Regions from separate parts of the Mus musculus genome. Here regions 1 and 3 are each linked to region 2. Evidence: chromatin contacts called from public Hi-C data. All regions are on one chromosome and are shown on one strand. Each heading gives the region's core, a stretch centred on a gene start, on an enhancer-like site or on the middle of the called end of the contact. The rest is flanking DNA. Distances are from core to core; before and after follow the strand shown. Region 1 overlaps Gm4470 (a long non-coding RNA gene). Region 2 has its middle 12 kb from the start of Gm32144. Region 3 has its middle 49 kb from the start of Gm4470.

The links. Hi-C and Micro-C count contacts between places; a contact is called where the count stands out from the background.
Region 1: a contact with region 2 is called in a Hi-C map of the N1E-115 cell line, with 5 times the contacts expected there. The contact joins two enhancer-like sites. A contact is called at or near these places in 21 of 484 Hi-C or Micro-C datasets (the N1E-115 cell line, embryonic limb bud, embryonic stem cells and 7 more).
Region 3: a Hi-C map of the N1E-115 cell line shows a contact between it and region 2, with 2.4 times the contacts expected there. The contact joins two enhancer-like sites. A contact is called at or near these places in 1 of 15 datasets of contacts at CTCF or cohesin (the NIH/3T3 cell line) and 4 of 484 Hi-C or Micro-C datasets (the N1E-115 cell line, embryonic stem cells and palatal mesenchyme).

What each region holds. Positions count from the first base shown.
Region 1 is chr19:56,079,340-56,083,547 of GRCm38.p6, forward strand. Gm4470 (a long non-coding RNA gene) reads left to right here. Exons shown (of 3, transcript XR_386811.3): 2 at 1,783-1,897; 3 at 2,000-2,076. It overlaps Gm52387 (a long non-coding RNA gene), which reads right to left. Exons shown (of 3, transcript XR_003952892.1): 3 at 2,137-2,211. Among named protein-coding and RNA genes, the nearest start is that of Gm4470, 3.5 kb to the left of the region's middle. Within about 2 kb of position 2,177, at least 1 of the 459 cell types and tissues checked has an H3K27ac peak or open chromatin away from gene starts, as enhancers often do. A contact at or near this core is called in the N1E-115 cell line, where this site is marked.
Region 2 is chr19:56,252,335-56,256,871 of GRCm38.p6, forward strand. No RefSeq gene overlaps it. Among named protein-coding and RNA genes, the nearest start is that of Gm32144, 12 kb to the right of the region's middle. Within about 2 kb of position 1,422, at least 26 of the 459 cell types and tissues checked have an H3K27ac peak or open chromatin away from gene starts, as enhancers often do. A contact at or near this core is called in the N1E-115 cell line, where this site is marked.
Region 3 is chr19:56,027,003-56,031,177 of GRCm38.p6, forward strand. No RefSeq gene overlaps it. Among named protein-coding and RNA genes, the nearest start is that of Gm4470, 49 kb to the right of the region's middle. Within about 2 kb of position 2,534, at least 117 of the 459 cell types and tissues checked have an H3K27ac peak or open chromatin away from gene starts, as enhancers often do. A contact at or near this core is called in the N1E-115 cell line, where this site is marked.

The DNA.
Region 1 (4,208 bases), core at 927-3,426, 170 kb before region 2:
ACCACCAAATCTAGCAGCTTTTAAAGACCGTATTGCCTAGTGCTACTGGAGTCACTAGGGGGCATTACGGCAACTGTGGCCTACTGGAGTTTCCAGGTCTATGCCTTTAAGGTACCTCACCCGACGTTTCTCTTGATCTTCTGCCCTCTGGTCACTCTCCCATGCATTCTCCGAACCTTCCTGTGACACTGCCTCCTTGAATAATGACTTTATCTTCCCCCAGGTCTTTGATCTTTTGAATGTCATCTGCTAAAATTGGGATTGAAATTATTCTATTGGTAGAATGTGATTATGGTTTATGGAGGGTTTTGTTGTCGTTTGTTTGTTTGCTTGCTTGTTTGCTTGCTTGCTTGTCTTTATAAAGGGGCCTCTTGTGTCTTAGGCTGGCCTCGTACTGGCTAATCATCTCAGGAAGACTTTGAATATCTGATCCTCCTGCCTCTACCTTCCAAGTGGTGTGATTTCAGGAGTGCAGCACCATGTATGGTTTAGGTGGGGCTGGATATTGAACTCACGACTTTGTGCATGCTGGGAAAGGGATCTGCCGATTGTGCTGTTTCGTCAGCCCTGGGTGCAAGTGTGTGCATTCACTGAGAAACACTGACCTCAGACAACTCCAAAGAGAGAATATTCTCACCAAGAGATGAGAGTTTCTACCAGTTCATAGAGTATCACTGACTTCCTTTGCGGGGGCGGGGCCGGGGCGGGGCGGGGGCGGGGGCGGGGCCGGGGGGCGTGGAAGGTAAGCTTAGGGCCAGTTTGGAAGAAGTACCATACCAACCACTTTCCTATACATTCCAGCAACCAGGAACCTCCTAATTAAATAGTGTCCTATTATGTGACCGGATTGTGCATTTCCAGGAAAGACAAAGTAATTGAATTAGCTTTGAAATGTCAGCCCTGCGGCAGATACTGTTGTGGGCTGAGATGGAGCAATTTTTTTTTTTTTTTTTTTATGGCTGCTGGCAACCTCGTGGTTAACTCTAACAGTTATGTGCGGCATTTGGCATAAACGAATGCTCATCTGCCTAAAGAAATGAAGCCCTTAACTCACTGCCTTTCTGGACTCGAACTTCCCGGTTTTCTCCGATAGTTGGTTGTGAATTTTGAGAGTGTGGACTCAACTTTCTCTCAGTAGATGAAACCCTCACAGAAAGAATTGTCACCCACTATATAGGGTGTGGCTACCAACCTCCACTGCACTGTGTCTGGTTGTTTTGACTGTTGATTCACCTCATCATAAACAGCTAAGTGCTTACTATCGCCCAGGCATCCTTCTGAGCCTTAGGAAAGAGCAGAGAGGAGTCGAGTGTGATTTGTGATTACAGAGCTCTGGCTTTGGAGTGTCCAGCCAGAGGGAACAGGTGCAAGCACCCTGAAGAGGAAAGAGCTTGGTTTGGTGGCAATCCAGGGGAGGAGTGTGCAGCTGAGGCAGACTTGTCCTGGATGCTAAGGCCAGGAGAGGCAGGCAGCACCAAGTGACACTAGGTGGTGGCGTTTCATTCTAAACACAACAACAAAGAGGATATCGGGAGACTTCTAAGCAGGAAAAGGAAATGACTTGTATGGTTTTCTAAGGATCACTCTGGCTACCTAACAGGAAACAAAGTCTAGGGAGGCAGGAATGGACAAGACAGGAAAAGTATTGCAGAGTTCCAGGTGGAAAGTGGTGGTGATGTGGGTCAGAATGGCAGCAGTGAGACAGGAGGAGAGGCGATGTGGTGTGGGTGGTGGATGGACGGGGCGAAAGAAGATCTGAAGGTGACTTGCATTTTCCTCAAGCAAACGTGTGGATGGCGCTGCCAAGGCAGAGGTACAGGTGGCCATATGAAAATCTCCTTCCTGGATCATGTCTTCTGTGTCATTGACTTCATTCAATATGTTTCCTGGCCTGATGGTACGTGATTTTTATTTTATTTTATTTTATTTTATTTTATTTTATTTTATTTTTTGGCTCCTTGACTCATTAACATAGGAAAATATTTACTTCCTTCTGTAGATTCAAAGAACACCAAGGCACAGCAAAAGAGCATCCACTGAATATAATCAGGAGTTACCTACTTGAGCTATAACCTTTGCAGTGCTCTTCCTTTCTGGGAATCTCTGGCAGTGCCATCATTGATGGAAGGCAGTCTTGAGTGAGCCAGTGTTAAGTGACAGGTGTGGCTCTACGTGGCTCCGGTGAACGATGTCATCCAGTCTTCGTATAACCTGAGAAGTGAAATGGATTTCTTAACTCAACTCTTAGATAAAGAAACCAAGACTCACAGAGATAAAAGTCGCCTCTCAAGGTCATATGTATATAAGGGAAAGGTCAAAGGTTGAATTGAAACATGGGTCCCTTTGACCCCTGTGCTGTGCTGTCCTTTCAAATTTCACACTGAGCATTGTTTAGGGCTGGGACAGATGTTGGCACACAGCTGGGTGAAACACCTGCTTTGGTGATGCAGGTGCATCTGAGCCATAGGAACAATGATGGTGTTGGTGATCATCAGCTCCTATGAAGAGGACACACTAAGCAAAACAACACTGATGGTGCTGATGGTCATCAGCCTCTATGAAGACAACACACACACTGTGAGAGCTTCATGGCTGAGGACAGCCACAGGCCGCTGGGAATGCCTCTTGTTGGATGTGGAAGAGAATATGGAAATGTTTGGAGACATCTTTGCTCAGGACAGTAAATGACATTCACCTGCGTTTCAGAGGGAGGGGCGGCAGGAACACTAAAGACCCTGGCATACTTAGATGAACTTTCTGTCCCAAATGTTAGGAGTAGCATCGAGACGTTGGACCATCTGGTCAGTTTCTAAACTCTAGCCCATGACTAAGAAGCCTTTCTATCATGGAAGAGACCAGAGCATATTGATGGTAGTTGACTGTGCTAATGAGGTTTTGACTTAGAGTTTGGATTGAAAATTGAAGCTAGGCCTTCCATGATGCATGAAAGCCAAGGCAAATTGAGCTCATTCTGGAGGTCTGCTGGAGCTGAGGGGTTTCCTCCCTTCTCTTCTCCCATCATTTAAAAGAATTTGCCCTGTAAGATGAGTACTTAACTGGGAAGCTACAAGCTGGTATAGCCGGTATTGAAATACACTCGGGAGCCCTTAACAAAGAATATCTGATTACAGACAGAAACTTGAGTCTGTTTGTTTTCTGTTCATTTAATTTGATGTTTTTAATGATGCTGCAGGTTATTTGAAATACTCTATTTCAATGTACCCTTTATTTGTTGCACTCGCATCCTGAGGCGTAGAGGGTGAGGTACTTAGAAACCTCAAACAATACATTTCTGCTGGAAACAAGAAAGACAGTGCATCAGGGATGCTCTAGAATCTTAAGAAATAATTAGCCTGAATTTGAGTTCAGAGATAATTATAACAGATCTGTCCCATTCACCAAAACTAAACTTAAAAGAATATGAAAGATCAGTTAGAAACAATGACACTGTGAATGAGATAAATAGACATTGGGAGTTGGCTCCAAACATTGGAAAGGAGTAAGCTAACGTATAGTAGTTTTGGAGGCCAGAGATACAACTGGTTTCACCTCCCATCTCCTCTTCACTCTGATTTCAGATCAGTGGAGGAAACGGATGTGCACTGATTTGATCTGACCACTTGTTTATGTGCTTTCTCCCTGACCTAGAGCAAGCTTTCTTATCACAAGGATCTTTATGCTTATCCTCTCCCATCACGCTGGGATGATAAAGCCCGGTACATAGCATGCGTTCCATGTTCACCTGGTGTAGTAGGCTATGAGGGATGCCCAAAATATCCAAGGGCATATCCTTGAGGCCTGTTAATATGCTGCATCTCTCAAAATAAAGAGGAATTAAGGTTCTGAGTGGAGTTGAATTTGCAAATCAACTGACCATTAAATAGGGAGAGAGTTCTGAGGTATCCATTGGAATCAATGTAGGAAAGGAAGGCAGACTTTAACAACGATGGGTATGGGGGAAAAAAAATCTCGCTGACTTTTAAAACAGAATATCCATGGTTAATTGAAGTGGAAATTTCTAGTTTCATTGTAAACTCAGTTGTGTCACGTGATTTTTTTTCTTTTTCTGGAAGCTGTCTTGTGAGAGGGTATTTTGCTGAAGCAGACTCGTGAGAGGGCAGCTAATGTCTGGAAAGGATATAAATGGAGCCCAACAAACAGTGAAAGGTCCCTCTTGCATTGCAAAGCCATGCGTTGCTTTACTGGTC
Region 2 (4,537 bases), core at 172-2,671:
TCGGCCCCCCATAGATTTGTGCCCATCAGTCACTTAGGGGCAACGCTCCAAGCCCCTCCACAGGTAGAGGATTTGAAGTGTGGTCACATAGGTTCAAGACAGATCTCTATTTTTATGAGGTACCTAAAGGTTGGGGGACGTAGGCAATAAGCTTTCCTTCCCAGACACTCTTCCCTGCAAAAAGGTATTTAACCTCAGGTCCACCCTGAGAAGTGGGGTACACAGTCTTACTCATCCACTTTCCGCCATGACAATAAATGTCTTAAAACCATGGACTTCCTCTTTTCTTCATGATCCGCCTTGGGGAGCCATGGAGAAGGCCTTTGCCTACAGAGCGGCTGTCTAATCTGTAGAAGGCCTCTCTATGCTCCAAGCCAAGATCGAGCCCAAACTCAAGCCTACTTTTGCAGTCAAGCCAAGAACTTTCCTCGTGGGACCAGCTGGAGCTCCTCCTAACCCCACAACACACAAGCACACACACACACACACACACACACCGCCCTCGGGCCAGATCCAACCAGAGGGTCCCCACTCCATTCTCAGCTTTTCCAAGGCTTCCATAGGTGCCTGGGTGTCTGTGAGCCTGAGAACCAGACAGCCCCAGCCTTGGCCTCCTCACAGGCCTGGGGACCCTGAGCCTGCTCCAGCTCTCAGACTGCAATTCCCCACCTCCAGAGTTGTGTCCCTGGGCTGCCCTACAGCCCAGCCCTGTAGCAGAGCAGACTCGGGACCCCATAACCCTACGTGTGTGTGTGTGTGTGTGTGTGTGTGTGTGTGTGTGTGTGTGTGTGAAGATCTCATACTATATATAGTCCAGATTGACCTCAAACTCACAGTGATCCTCCTGCCTCAGCCTCTCAAGGGTTGGAACTACAGGTGTGTACCACCATACTCAGCTGAGGGGCAGTTTTTCCTTTTCTTATTCAGTGACAGATAAAAGCAACTGGGGGCAACTGAGATTTGTGTAACTCAGCGCTACTTCATTGCGATTTGAATGTGAAATGTCTTGCATAAACATCTGTATTCAGACGGGTCTCAGCAGGAGGCGTTTGGAGAGGTTATGGAACAACCAGACTGTGAGGTTTCGCTGGATGAAATCCATCTGGGGGGGGGGGGCTGGGGGGGGCCTTTGACGTGTTACAGCCAAGTTTCACTTTCTGTTCTTTCTGTGTTCTGCTTTGCAATGCCAGGAGCACTGAGCATGCGCAGCTACGATGTAGTCCCTGTAACCTCTGGATGGGTTAAACACTTTCTCTCTGCCTTTGTTTTTTTATCAGAGTATTTTATCACAGCAATGGAAGGAGATATCGGTCTTACAGATTGAGGACACCGAGGCTCAGAGAAACAGGTTAGGAGACCCGTCCATGGCCTCATGGCCTCTATCTGTACTTGAAATGGGCTACGCTTGCTTCCAGAGAGGCAGCAGGAGGAGAGCTATCCTTCAGGGTGGGGAGTGTCTGCTCTTCAGGCAAGCCTGAGAGGAAGAGGACATCGCAAGACTGCACGCAGGCTGGTGAGCTGCAGGGTGGGATAGAGAGTCAGGAGGACCTAGGGCGGGCTCCACATTGTCAGTGCTCAGCTCCCAGACTTCAACTGACTTTAAGACTCTGCCTCCAGCTTAGATGCAGTTGTTAAATAAATTATTGTATTGGTTAATGGCTGGATCCATCAGTCAATCAACTGGCTGATCAATCGGTTGGTTGACTTGGGGGTGCCATGGCACCTCTGTGGAGGTAAGAAAAGAACATATACTCTACTGTGTGGTCTCAGGTTATCAGCAAGCACCTTTGTCCACACAGCCACGTCCCTCGCCCAGATTCACTTTAATTCATGATAGCTGAATTGTCGACAGAAAACAAGCAAAACCCACAAAGGAAACATCCCCTGCAGATCAGACCAACTGTGACTGACGTTTCAGTAGAGGCTTCCGTAGTGGCAGCTGGAAGTGGAAGAATTCTGAACTCTGATGTTAAGAAAACACACTAAGGCTGGGCAGTGGTGGCGCACGCCTTTAATCCGAGCACTTGGGAGGCAGAGGCGGGCAGATTTCTGAGTTCGAGGCCAGCCTGCTCTACAGAGTGAGTTCCAGGACAGCCAGAGCTACACAGAGAAACCCTGTCTCAAAAAACAAACAAACAAACAAACAAACAAACAAACAACCCAAAAAACCCCACACTAAGTCCTGATCTTGGCTTTTGTGAATGTATGCATGCATGTGTGTTGTGGGATCCAACGACTGGACTCTCTCTGTACCCCAGGCTGGCCTTACTAGATGGGGATGCAGGCCTGGCATATTGCACTTTTTAAGGAAGTCTTAGTTCCTTGAACTCCCTGAGCCTCAGTGTGTTTGGTTGCAAAATGGGAACAGTAAGGACACCAGCCAGGAAGTGCAGTTGTAAATATTTCCTGAGGGTGAGGGGGAGCCTGGCGTGGCTTGTTCTCAGCAAATTGAAGTTAGGGTTTTATTATTGCTGCTGTGAGGTCATCTTGGTGATAGACAGCTCGGGACCTTTCTGTCCACACTGCTCCTGAGACCACAGGCATCATGTATTAGCCCCTCCTCCCTCTGCCTCCCCAGACCCCTGGGAAGGGCGGTGCCTGCTCTCTAGCGCCCCCAGGTGTTCATGATGGTAGTTCATGCACTTTGTTTTCTCCCTGTGCCTTCCTCTCGGCCAGAGATCTTGGGCTAAAGGATCAGGGCCAGGGAGTAAGTAAGAGCCTTGCCACAAACGGAGGGAAGGAGCGTTCTGGACTCTCCCAGGAGCTTCCTAGGGGATCAACCCAAGTGGTACTCCAAACACTTCCCCAAGCCCCAGGACTCCAAGATTCTCAGGTGTGCTGGCTCCGCGGCTCGGACCCTCTGTCAAGCTCCTAATTCAGTGACCTGTGAGTTCATCATAGAGGAAGAGGACGGGACTATGACGGTCACTCTCTGACATGAAACTTAGGGTTGTCCCTCTCCAACTCTGTTTATCTGAGGTGCCCACCTTTGATCTCCAATGCAAAGTCAAATGTCACCTCCTCCAAGATGCCCTCCTGGCTCTCGGACAAGCTCTGGAAATCCCAGAGGTCTTTTCACAAATGCACTAGAATTTGCCAGTCTGCCTATCCTACATGGTCCTCCCTCTCTTCCCTGACAGCACAGAGCTATAATATAGTAGACGCTCAATAAATACAGGCTGGACAAAGACATAGATGACTAAATGCCTGTTCCCGCATTCTGCTGGAAGTTGCAAGGAAATTATCCATTAGATCTTTGCATCTGCCTGCTGTGGCACAAGTAGTCTGAGATTAATGACAGCAGCCACAATAAAAGAAACAACATCCCTCCCCGCTGGACTCTTGCTTTATTGAGGCCTGGCTTACAAGTTGGATTTGGTATCCTTGTCTTTACTGCCCTCTTGTGGTAAAACATTGCTACTGCATCCAGGAAAGTTAGAAACTTCATTAAAAGCAAAGACCCTGTTTTTACCCCCTGAAGTAATGTTTTTAGAATTCCTGAATCAGTTCAAGCCAGGGTCCCACGCTCTGTATGCATCTGTGACCTTCAGTCCATATTCCCAAATTATAAGGGAACTGTAAGAATGATAAATAGGCCCAACCCTAAAACAGCATCATTATACACACCACATCGATTCTGGATTAGAGCTGTTGGATACTTCAGTGTGGCGGGGAAGGATGTGATAAGTATATAGCAAGTTTCTTCCAATCAAGACATTAAAATAACTGTAGAAATCTCATCCAAAGCAAGTGGCTGCAGATCACACCAACCATCCGGAATATACAAAGAAGGAGACTGAGATTCATGTAGTCTAACTCCCAAAGTTTGGAGCCAGACACTGGTCCCACCACACTGTCTAGTTGACTCTAAAAAGCTGCTTTCTCTCTGTGAATGCTGTTTCCCCAATATGGTTCAGCTGGAAAACCTGCTATACAGAGTTGTGACAGTAAGTGAGAATTTGAAATGACAGGGCCAGGACTTCAGGGTGCTGCTGGCATCCAGTGAGCTCTGATACAAACTAGCCATAACTACAATAAGTCCTTAACTGTCTGGTGCAGATCAACAATTGAAGGGAGTCAGATCTCACACACACACACCAGCCAATAAAATAAGGTGCTTGTTGATATGGTAGTCCATGATAAGTTGAGACAAGCAACTGTTAGAGGCTGCAGGAAGAGGCAAACATCCATTGGCTCTTAAACAAAATCTACTTCCATTTCTCCCTCTTCTATCCACGGTAGACATCACTAATCAGTAGTCTGCCTTTCTTTTACCCATGGCAGACATTATTCATCAATAACGTCTTCTTCCTATAACCGCAGCAGACATCACTAATCGATAGCTTCTGCTTACACTCATGGATACATTGTTAATCAGGACTTTCACGTAGACCATGTATCTATTTCAGAGTATACATCACAGAGGGCTCTAGGCACTTACAACAACTGAGCAGAGTGGGAAAATGTCAGACAATGGAAACTATCTTTCCAGGTCATGGCACCTGGGTAGATTAAAGCAGCACTGGGGAAGGAGGAA
Region 3 (4,175 bases), core at 1,284-3,783, 220 kb before region 2:
GCCTCTAGAGGTTTCCGTGGAGAAGAATTTTAAGATGTTGCCTAGAAACTGTTCTTGTGATATTTTGGTGAAGAATGTGGCTGCTTTTTGCCTTTGTTTGAAGAGTCTACTTGAAGCTAGAATAAAGAGATTTATATTAATTTGCATTGACAAAGGAAGTCTCAAAAAAGCCCAAAAGAAGCCAGGCATGGTGGCTCATGCCTTTAATCCCAGCACTCCGGAGGCAGAGGCAGGTGAATTTCTGAGTTCGAGGTTAGCCTGGTCTACAAAGTGAGTTCTAGGACAGCCAGGGCTATACAGAGAAACCCTGGCTCGAAAAACAAAACAAAACAAAACAACCAAACCAAACCAAAACCAAAACCAAAACCAAAACAAAACAAAAGCCCCAAAGAGACTTTATTCTTTGGTTAATTCTCATGAAGAGTGTTTTGAACAAGTGTAGCAAGCATAGAAAAGAAAAATATAAAATGTATGATTCAAGACATAATAAAGGGGCACCAGGAGAAGAAATGCAGCTGAATCCTATGTTCAAGGAGATAAAGAGATTAAAGAAGTAATAATCTCAGGGCAAGATCCCACCCAGCTAAGCTTATTGTTTGTGTCTGCAGTTGAACAAGGAATAGTTTAGTTTAGACTTTTAATCTGCTATGAACTACAATCCAGAAATAGAAGGCACACTTGTGATCCAGATCTTGAGGTTGAAGACACAGGGTTTTGATCTGGATCTTGAGGAACAGTGGCCATGAAAAGCTTAGGCCCAGGCAAGGTAGTACACACCTTTAATCCCAGGAGACAGAGGCAAGTAAATCTCAGAGTTCAAGGCCAGAGCACATACCCCCATAAGACCAATACATGAGGCCAAAACAACATTATTCACAAGAACCAAAAGGAAGAAGAGACCAAGTGTACATCAACTGGCAAATAGATAAATAATGTGGTATGTCCACACAATGAAACAGTATTCCCAATTAAAAAACGAACTCCTGACTCATAGGCAAAACTTGAAAATCGTTATGCAAAGGGTCAGAGGGTAGAGAATAAAGGGTCACATGGTAATATTTTATGTGAAATACCAGGCTAGCACATTTCTAGACTCAGCACATTAGTGGTGGCCAGTTCAATATGCTATGGAGAACTGGTCATGACAGCTATGGAGTTAGAGATTTCTACTGTAATAATTAAGACATTCTAAATCAACTGTGGTGGTGGTGTGTATAACAATGGATACACTGAAAGTCTTTGGATTGTGTACTTTGACATACTGAAACACACAAAGACAAGCAAAACATCAAAGGCATGTTTCTTCTGAGCTTGAGAGGTCAATGCTAAGTGAAACCATTATCCTGAGAAGCCTTAAAAAACCATAGAGGGAGGAAAAAATAGGTTATACTAAAGTTTTGGCCCCAGTCAGTAACTTTTAAAATAGTCTCCCCGAGTAAAAGCATTCTAGAAAAGTCAGGGCCAGGATGGGGTGAGAGGTGTTCCCCACTGGAGGAGTTACCCAAGAACTGTACTTACACATAACAGGACACCCTTCAGCAATGAAGAGCCAATACCCAACAACTCAGATGGGCCAACACCAGCAACCCAGACAAATGTCGGATACATTGTGCTGAGTGAAGGGAACCAGACGGTACAAACACCTGATTCCTTGGGTAGGAAGACCCAGGAAAGGCAGCTGGAAGGGAAGGTCACCAGCTTAGAAGGGCGCGGGGAGTCTGGGGTGGGGGGAGGGGCTGATTATAGAGAAGGGATAGAACTTTTTGAATCGATGGGAATTTTATGCCTAGATTTTTGTGGCTTTTGAAAACTAAATAATAAAAATAGTGAACTGATCTGTTTGCCAATGGAAAACTAAAACATCCGGGGAAAGGACACGAAGAGCATACGTAGATGTTCCCGTGGAAGATGTCTGCTCAAGGAATGGGGCTGTGGCATCAACACTCTGACCCTCAGGTGACTCACGGGCCACAGGGACTTCCCCAATGCTTAAGCGATCTAAGCTTGTCAACCTCCAAAGCCAAGACTGGGCATGGGTCTTACAGCTGCTATCTTTACCTTCCTCTCTCTTTCTTCCCCGACCCCCTCATCCTTGTGTGCTCCGGCACCTCCCTACTTGTTAAGGGCTCTGGGCTCTCCCTGTGCTAGATCGAGTCTTGAGCAGAGCGGGACCTTCTTTACCTTAGCCGGCTCCTTGGTATGCTTACTTTCCCACTGTTAAGCCTGATGTGAGCTAGGCCCCGCAATCCCACATTTCTGATTCATAACCTTCCCAAAGAGACTCAGCCCAGAGCAGGCATGTTCTGTGGCTGTCAAAATTGCCATTTGTCCATTTAGAGTGGAAAGGTAGATTTCCTACACGGCTCTGGGACAATCGCAGGTTCCCCTCCTTCATGGGCCAGCCTTTGGAAATCACACCAGCTCTCTGGCCCGGCGGTCTTCTGGTCCTCGGCTTCTTTGCTGCTCTCCTCCTCTCCTCTGTGGCCCTCATTTGTCATCTCCCTTAGCACACAGGCCTTATTGTCTGTGCTCCATGGTGACTCAGGGCTAGCGTCTGTTACTGGGCTAATTAATGGCCTGGCCACGTGCACGGAAGGTTTTTCCAGGGAGGGACATGCCAGCTCTTTCTGGTGCTCTGGGCTCCAGGCTGCAGCACCCCAGCCCTGGCTGCACGTGGGAAGTCGGCCTGGGCCTTCTTCCTGCTTCAGCTCTTTCTCCTTGCTTCTCCGGGAGCAGGGAAACAATTTCCTCTTTTCATAGCAACTCAGTGGCAGGCAGATTAATGAACCTGAGCCCAGCACCGAGGCCCCAGCGTGCCAAGAATGTCTGCGGTGCATTCAGGGGTCCCAGTGGCAGGCTGCAGGAGGGACAATCGGTGACAACAAAAGACACAGGGCTGCGCAGTCAAGTTCCCAGCAGCGGCTGCTGCTGCTCCTTCCGACCCCAAGTTCCACTGCGGAAATGATCCTTCACCTCCCGCTCCTCCGGAGCCCAGTATATGGCACTCCACACTCAGAGAGCCTCAGCTTCCCAGGCGCTAGCTCTCAGGCTTCACTTCACTGTTGGGAGCAGAAAGCCAGTCCAGCCATATCCATTGGCCATGCTGTAAACACCCTGCCTATGGTGTGCCCCAGTAAGGTCTTGGGTGGAGCTGTGATGGATGGAAGGACAGCTGCTGAGGCCCACTTGTAACAGGCATGCTGCTGGTGAGCAGCTGCCATATGCTCTGTTGTAAGACTGTGAGGCCCAGACGTGAGCCAGTTGGGTGGTTTTAGGTGTGTCCCTGTCCAGGTCCTGGTCCCGGTCCCGTCCCCCGTCCCCCTCCCCTGCCCCGTCCCCCATCTCCCTCCCCTCCCCCTCCCCTGCCTCTCCCTCTCTGTCCCTCTCTCCCTCTCTGTCCCACTCTCCCTCTCCATCCCCTTCTCCCTCTCCTTCCACCTCTTCCTTCCCCCTCTCTCTCCCTTCCCCCTCCCCCTTTCTCTTCCCCTCCAACCCCCCCCCCACCTCTCTCTCCTTCCTTTCCATGGTAGTTCTTTACAAACTGCAATACAGTACTTACTTCACTAAATGAGAAACAGACAGTCCTGTGTGGGCCTAGGAGAACTTTGCTTTGGAAACACAAAGCAAAAAATGAGCCCCCAGAAAAGGAGGTTTGCAAGCAGCCTCAAAACGAGGACAATGAAGTAGTCAATAACCACATTGGGCACCAGATGCTGCCTGTGCCCTGGACCACCCGATGCCCAACCCTACTTGCACTTGGGAGTTGGAAGTAAGGTGGCTCAGAATCAACAGACTTCAGGAACAGATGAGAAATGCCACAGCAAGCTCATCTGAACGCTTTTATAAGCTCCTTTAATACCCTCTACCCGTGCCCACATATATACACACATAGACAAATACACACAAAGACATACCACACCACATACATACATAAACACATTCACACACACACACACACACACACACACACACGCGCGCGCACACACACACACACACACACACACAGAGTTGTGCCTTACAGATGTTCTCTTGTTATCTTTGTTACACTGTTGCTCCTTTGATAATGATTTGAAATTTTAGTACAGTGATTATTTAAATTATGAACACAGCCAGGCTCCCAATCAGATTGTCTTATGTGATGTTTTTCTTTTCTTTTCTTTTCTTTCCTTTTCTTT